Regions from separate parts of the Danio rerio genome. Here region 1 is linked to region 2. The links are chromatin contacts, called in public Hi-C maps. All regions are on one chromosome and are shown on one strand. The core of a region is the stretch at or near the end of the contact, and the rest is flanking DNA. Distances in the headings are between cores, read along the strand shown. Region 1 holds the start of lrrc69 (leucine rich repeat containing 69). Region 2 has its middle 13 kb from the start of trib1.

What was found. Hi-C and Micro-C count contacts between places; a contact is called where the count stands out from the background.
Region 1: a Hi-C map of an unstated tissue shows a contact between it and region 2, with 2.8 times the contacts expected there. The contact joins the promoter of lrrc69 here to the enhancer-like site in region 2. A contact is called at or near these places in 1 of 18 Hi-C or Micro-C datasets (an unstated tissue) and 1 of 4 datasets of contacts at active chromatin or transcription factors (embryo).

What each region holds. Positions count from the first base shown.
Region 1 is chr19:36,290,812-36,294,648 of GRCz12tu, forward strand. It overlaps lrrc69 (leucine rich repeat containing 69), which reads right to left and starts at 2,467. Exons shown (of 12, transcript XM_073931793.1): 1 at 2,239-2,467; 2 at 1,391-1,517; 3 at 1,047-1,119; 4 at 762-957; 5 at 609-680. The coding sequence starts at 2,415. It overlaps otud6b (OTU deubiquitinase 6B), which reads right to left. Exons shown (of 7, transcript NM_200225.1): 7 at 3,510-3,837. The coding sequence ends at 3,818.
Region 2 is chr19:35,660,042-35,663,719 of GRCz12tu, forward strand. No RefSeq gene overlaps it. Among named protein-coding and RNA genes, the nearest start is that of trib1, 13 kb to the right of the region's middle. Within about 2 kb of position 2,315, at least 19 of the 62 cell types and tissues checked have an H3K27ac peak or open chromatin away from gene starts, as enhancers often do.

The DNA of each region.
Region 1 (3,837 bases), core at 1,217-3,716, 630 kb after region 2:
GAGTAACAATGAAATATATTTAATTAATATATTATAAAAGATAAATGACTAAAAATGATCTACTTTATATATAATATTTAGACTTATAAATATTAACATATATGTCTATTTCCGTCTGATTTATTTATAGATATTAAAATGTTAACATAAACGCAAACATATATCAGGTTTAGTAAAAAAATCTATAAGGACACTAAATTATGTTTAAAAAATTGCAGAAAAATCAACTGCAAGTCTTTTGTTGTTGCTAGAATGTTATAAAATTGTACATTTTGTTCAACTAAAAGTTAAAATATAACAAAAAAATAGGTGGTGTTTTTGTTTGCTGTCAAATCTACTGATTTTTTATCAAGTAAACTTAAGAAACGATAAATATTCTTGTAATGTTTGATTATTCGATATCCCGATATATATATATATGATGTTTTGTATATATGATGTCACATTATATATATATATGATATTTATATATTTTATATATATATATATATATATATATATATATATATATATATATATATATATATATACATGCAAACATACAGTATATATGTATTATTAGTAGTAGTAATAGTAGTAAATAAAAAGTTAAAGTTAAAATGTCTTACATCAAATGGAAACACAGATAAACGATTTCCTGCAACATCTAAGATCTTCAGGTTTTTCCAACCAAGAACTCCCTAAGCAAAAAAAAAATGAACACATAATGAACTACTATGCATAAACAATGGTTCAAGTATAATGATGGTTCACTCTCTTGCCTCTGGTATTTCTGTGAGCTTGTTTCGGGCCAAATACAACCTCCTGAGCTGTGATAAATCACATAACTGTTGTGGTATTTGAGTCAGTTTATTATTAGTGAAGTTAATCTCAGTCAGACTCTTCATCAAACCCAGTTCAGCTGGAATCTGCTCCAAATGATTGTCTGTGATGCTGATGCTTTGTAGGCGACAGAGACTGTAAATAAAAAAAATGTAAAAATCAGACACCATGCCAGTCAAAAAGTAAAAATATGTAAAAAATAAAAATGATTGGAATCCTCTTACCTTTTTATTTCTGAGGGAATGACTTTGATTTTGTTGTGATTCAAATTGAGAAGCACAAGGTTTGGTAAACCCTCTGCAAATAAATACAGTTGAAGTCAGAATTATTAGCCCTCTTTAATTTTTTGGTTCTTTTTAAAATATTTTCCAAATGATGTTTAACAGAGCAAGGAAATTTTCACAGTATGTTTGATAATATTTTTTCTCCTGGAGAGAGTCTTATTTGTTTTATTTCAGCTAGAATAAACAGGGGGGGGGGGGGGGGTAGTTTTTCTGAATTCAACTGTAAAACAGTATTTGACACGGTTTAATGAAATAACACTTAAGAAGGAAGAGTTTGAACTTACCCAACACCTCTGCTGACAAATAGCTGATTTGGTTCCCATATAAATAAAGTTTATTTAGACAGCAGAGGTGTTTCAACACAGATGGGACCTCCTCAAGAACATTGTTTCCCAAATTGAGCTCTGTCAACTTAAGACGCACATGAAAAAAATATACATTGAAAGTACAATTAAAACTATTAAAAAAAACAACGACATCTATTTAGACCTATAAAAACATTTTTAATTAAGCATAAAATAGCAATATTTTGTATGTTTAAATTATATTAATTCATATAAGAGGGCGGCACAGTGGTTAGCGCTGTCGCCTCACAGCAACAAGGTCGTTGGTTCGAGCCTTGGCTGGGTCAGTTGGCATTTCTGTGTGAAGTTTGCATGTTCATTCCCAAGTCCAGGTGTAGGTTAATCGAGTAAGCTAAATTGTCTGTAGTGTGTGTGTGTGAATGGGAGTGTATAGGTGTTTCCCAGTGATGGGTTGCAGCTGGAAGGGCATCTGCTGCGTAAAACATATGCTGGATAAGTTGGCGGTTCATTCCGTTGTGGCGACCCCAGATTAAAAAAGGGACCAAGCCAAAGAGAAAATGAATAGAATAAGATATAACGTTAGATTTTGGATTAATGATTCGCTGTAGTTGGTTTGTCGTGGTATTTAACGCTATACAATAAATCAAAATGTGTTATTGTTAACAATTTGAACACTTTAATGCCTATCTATGCTTTAATGCTAACTTTGCCATGTTTGTAATAGCCCATAATTTTAGCGAAGTACAAATATGAATTAAAGTTGTTCTGTCGTTGTCTTTAAATGTGTGAAACAAAGTTGTTATGAAAATAAACAGGTTTGAACTCACCTTCTGTAAACGCATGAACTCAGACGGCAGACTTGACAGAAAATTATTATTCAGCTTTAACACCAAAATCCACGTCAGTTTCTCAAGCGCTTCCGGGAGATATATAATTTTCGTAGAACTGAGATTTAGAGACTTTGATTTGGTTTTTAATGCTTTAATGATTGAATCGTTTGCCATTGATACTCGCTTCGTCAATTTGAAGTTTTCCCCAAGTTTCCATGGAGAGTCTGATCTTGTTTACTGCGCGCACTGGCGCCGCCTAACGGACAAATACATGAAAAACAGGAATTTCAAATCTTTTCGCAATTAAAACATTAATAATACAAAATATAACTTTCTAAAAGGCCAAAAGGGTTCACATGCTGAAAGCCCATGACACTCTTTGATTAATGAGAACATATACATCCTTACAAACTTTCTATTTTAAAGTAAAAAATGTATTATGATATATTAAATGTCCTTCTAGTTAATCATTTGGTATCAGAAGTGACTTATATGAAAGACAAAGGCCTCTAGATATGCTTATTTTACTGAAATAAATAGGACTGCATCCATACATCTCTGGAACGACTCAAAAACATATAAATAAAGTTATCTGGAATAGCAAAGAAAGCGTTCTTGCAAGACTCCCAGGGTTAATCAAGATACTTTGGATTCATCTTCAATGCCTCCTCCATCTTACCCCAGACATGCTCAATAATGTTCATTTCTGGTGACTGGGCTGGCCATTCCTGGAGCACCTTGACCTTCTTTGCTTTCAGGAACTTTAATGTGGAGGCTGAAGTATGAGAAGGAGCGCTATCCTGCTGAAGAGTTTGCCCTCTTCTGTGGTTTGTAATGTAATGGGCAGCACAAATGTCTTGATACCTCAGGCTGTTGATGTTAACATCCACTCTGCAGATCTCTCATATGCCTCAATACTGAATGTTACCCCAAACCATGATTTTTCCTTTACCAAACTTGACTGACTTCTATGAGAATCTTGGGTCTATGTGGGTTCCAATAGGTGTTTTGCAGTATTTGTGATGATCGGCATGCAGTTCAACAGATGATTCATCAAGAAATCTACCTTCTGACACTTCCAAATGATCAAGAAGTCAAGTTACTATTTGTTGCTCTTATAACTGGAATCGACGACAAGACTTTTGTCAGGTGCTCTATGTGTAATTTACAATATACACTCTTTAAAATACATCCATGATTTTATCACATCAGTCTGTATTTGTAGGCACATTAGAATAACATTTTCACATCCCAAAAACAAAAGCTTATTATTGATAAAGTTTTTATTCAATGGCCTATGAGCCCGATCCAGCAGCTTTTAGAGCAAATGACTTGCAGATATGTGGTTTTATAAGAACACAAAGCACACAGTTTATTCATGAACAACTCTGTTATATTAAGTTTGTCCACTGCAACTGAAGTGACCAGAGGGGGTTATTTCAGGATCTTCAGTGAGCATCTGACCGAACAACCTCAATTCTGCAGATCCTAGCAAAATGGAATCCAATTCCACACGGCCCATTTCTACAGGCTAATTATGCACAGATGCATAAATTAATGCGTGTCAGTGACCGGGTCAGCCCTCTTCCTCGTTTG
Region 2 (3,678 bases), core at 1,065-3,564:
CACGAGTGTGACAAAACACTGATAATGAAGTATGAATGTTTGTAAATATGAATGAATTCTGCCGCTGGACATTAAAAAGTTTTTAAAAGTTGCAGTTCTACAGTTTAAGACTTTAAATGAGAGCAGAAATTGTTAAATTCATAAAGTCGTGGCATTACAGTTTTTCTCAGTTGCTTTGGTGCATTTCTCACAACACTATTTACATTTGCACAACAGTTAATGCATTTCTCAAAACAATTAGTACAAACTGCAAAACCCAGTTGATAATTTGCAAAAGCGTGGCACAACTTCTCAAAATGGATAGCAAGTATTGACATCAATGAAAGTGTTGGTGTCATCAAGATGAAAAGTCCTGACACCATTGTTTATGAACAAGATGGTTTTGTCATGTTTTTATTATGACAGTTTATTCTGCACATTTTTCCAATGCAAAAAAATCAGATGTTGGTGACACTTCCTGAAAATGCTCAAGACAGCACTGTATACTATTTGCACAGCCATTCGAAAACCACAGTAAAGTTAGCCATCAATGCATTTAGTGAGGTATCTGAGTACAGGACACTGAATATGTGTGTTTCACATTTTTACTGCATATGCTCTTTACAATTCTAATTTATTCACAGCATTGTGCAAAAGAATAAATACACCCTTATTTACGACAAACATAAACTTCCTTTAGGTAGAGCAGTGCACAACTGTACACATAATTGCAGTACATCTTGGAACTGAACCTACAATATTCAAAGGTCTGTAAATCATTCATGAAATTGTTCGATGTAAAAGACATTTTCAGGAAAAAAAATATACATTAAAAAAAATTAGCTTGACAGATTTTGACAACTAGTTCAACATTTTTGTATGTAATGAAATGAGGACTATTAGTTTTATATGGAATGACTATTCAGCATTCACAAGTTTAGTTAATTTTGACTGACATGGCATAAGCAAATGATAATGTTATAAACAGCAGAGAGTTGTATGAAAGCAATTAATGCATGTCCAAATGCATTTGCAATTTGTTGGAAGGACTGAGAAACTGCTACTAGGATGTGCACAAAAGACTAATTGTATTGAGAAATGCATTAACTGTTGTGCAAATGTAAAACGTGTTGTGGGAAATGCACCAAAGCGACTGAGAAAAACTGTAAATTTAACATCCCCTGCAAAAAGGTTAACACCTTCCTCAGTAAAGTTGTCTCTGAATATTTCTAAACATCCTTAAGTAAGATTTACCTGAGATACAAAGTAAAGAAATAACATTTTCTTTTACATCAATGAGAACAGCATGTCGATTTAAACAAACAAAAACCTCTGTCAATACTGTATGAAATTACTTATTTGTTTAATTTTGAAATACATTTTTAGTCTAGATTGTTCTGTTTTAATCAAACTCATTTTATCGTGGTAAATTTCACAGAAAACAAGACTTTTTATATCACATTCTCGTGTAATTTTGTAAATTTCTAATAAACATATCATAATATTTACTTTACTTTTGGTACTTTTTTGCTTTATAAAGGTTTATTAAATTCAATTTCACCTCATAAATGAACATTTAAAGAACACATTGATGTATTGTGTTCCATAAATAATAAGACCTTCAGAAACGTTTTTGGGAATGTGCATTAAGTCTTTGTCATTGTCTTAATTGTCTCAAGTCTTAAGTCATTGTTGCTTTTGCTTTATAATTTACTGAACACGATCAAGCCTTTTGCTTTAACTCAAGTCGGATTTGAAAGACTTTGTAAAGTTGTTTCGAATGTTAACTCTCCAGATTTATGCAATAATACATAAACAATTGGATTAGTTTCACTCTTTGATCACCAGCTCTTTTTATTTCTGCACAGAACTCTAGAATCTGACATTAATAACAGCAAACTGTCTTTAAACCAGTACTGTCGGTAAACTAAATACATCGCAAATGGCTCCGGGGGTGCTCTTGTAAATCTTCAAATCAAGTCTCTATAGACAGTTCAGTCCTGCCACTGATAGCTGACGGCATTACCATCACTTCAGGCGGATTAATAGTCCATGCATTTGACACGTTGTGACGCAGGTTGTTACAGAGCCACTTTACACCCCTTTATCTATCACCACGTCAAAAGCCTGACTGCATATCAAAACTAAGCCGCTAACAGGCCCTTAAATGTGACCTTATCCCATCACATCATCTTTTGATTCCGAGACAACTTCATGCACTCTGTAGTGACTCATAATGTCACTAGTGTCAAGATAATATGAGTAGTGCACGAACAGTGGCACTTTTTATAAGAGCGTCACCCAAGGCCGGCTCCGACATGTTTGGCAATTGCTTCCATGGCGTGCAACGCTCTTTGGCAGTAGCCCAACAACAGAGACGCTCCAGCGACTCTGTTGATACCCAATCAGGCCCTTACGCAAGATAGTGTGATGTCATAGTGGAGGGGGCGGAACTACCTGACTCTCAGGTCAAACTGCTCATTAAGCTTTCTCTTTCATTCTGGCCTGAATTCAGCACTCTAGGACAGAGGTTGAGTTGAAAAGTAAGCACACAGAAAAAGGGGATGTTATGAAATAATATTATAGAATACACACACAAAAAAAAATGTTTTTGCTATTTGTTCAAATTACTTACTTAAAATGAGCTGAATCAACACAATTCTTGAGTTTTTTTTTTTGGTGGACAAGTCAAGTTTATTGTTTTATTTTCAATCCACTTAAATTCATAAAAACAGTTAAGTTAACTTAACCTTTGGGACAACATGAAGGAATTGTGTTGGAACCCAACATTTTTAAAAAATGTATACTTCACCCACTTAAATACATGTTTGTGTAACTTCATAATTGCAACATTTTCTTCAAAATGTGGGTAAAGTATTGCTGAAAAAAAATGTTAAAAGTTTCACTAAAATGAAAACCAAAACAGAAAATAAAAACAAAAACTAATTCAGTTTATTTATAAAAATGATAACATTAACTTACTGATAGCAAAAACACCATTGATTTGTATTACTTATACAATTTAATGCATGTAAAATATACAAGCTTTAAATATAACATATTATGGTTAAAATAAAGAATTATTATGATTATAAATTACATTTATGCAAACATACACTAAATAATGTGTGTTAATTAACAGTTGTCATGTTTTCCCCGTCTTCATATGGGTTTCCTCCTGGTGCTCCGGTTTCCCCCACAGTCCAAAGACATTCACTATAGGTAAATTGAATAAACTAAATTAGCCGTAGTTAATGTGTGTAAATGAGTGTATATGGATGTTTACCAGTGATGGGTTGCAGCTGGAAGGGCATCATCTGCGTAAATTGGCGGTTCATTCCGCTGTGGCGACCTCTGATTAATAAAGGGACTAAGCCGAAAAGAAAATGAATGAATAAATGACCTTGGTTTTTGCTCTGTCTACATATGTTGAAAATTCAAGTTTGTAGTTGAACAGAGTGACTTTTATTGACATTATAGTAGTTTGAAACAACATATTGTAAAACAGTAATATATTGAATAGAGAATTAAAAATTATGTAAAATATCAGAAAAGTGCTTGCAGTTTATTAACATTTTTTCTACAATAATTCACAACACCAACCCATATACTATATCACCTAAAACTATTAAAAAGTTAATAAAGGTAACATTTTTAAACTTTAAACATCAAAAGTTGTTGAAGGAAACCTCAGGATTC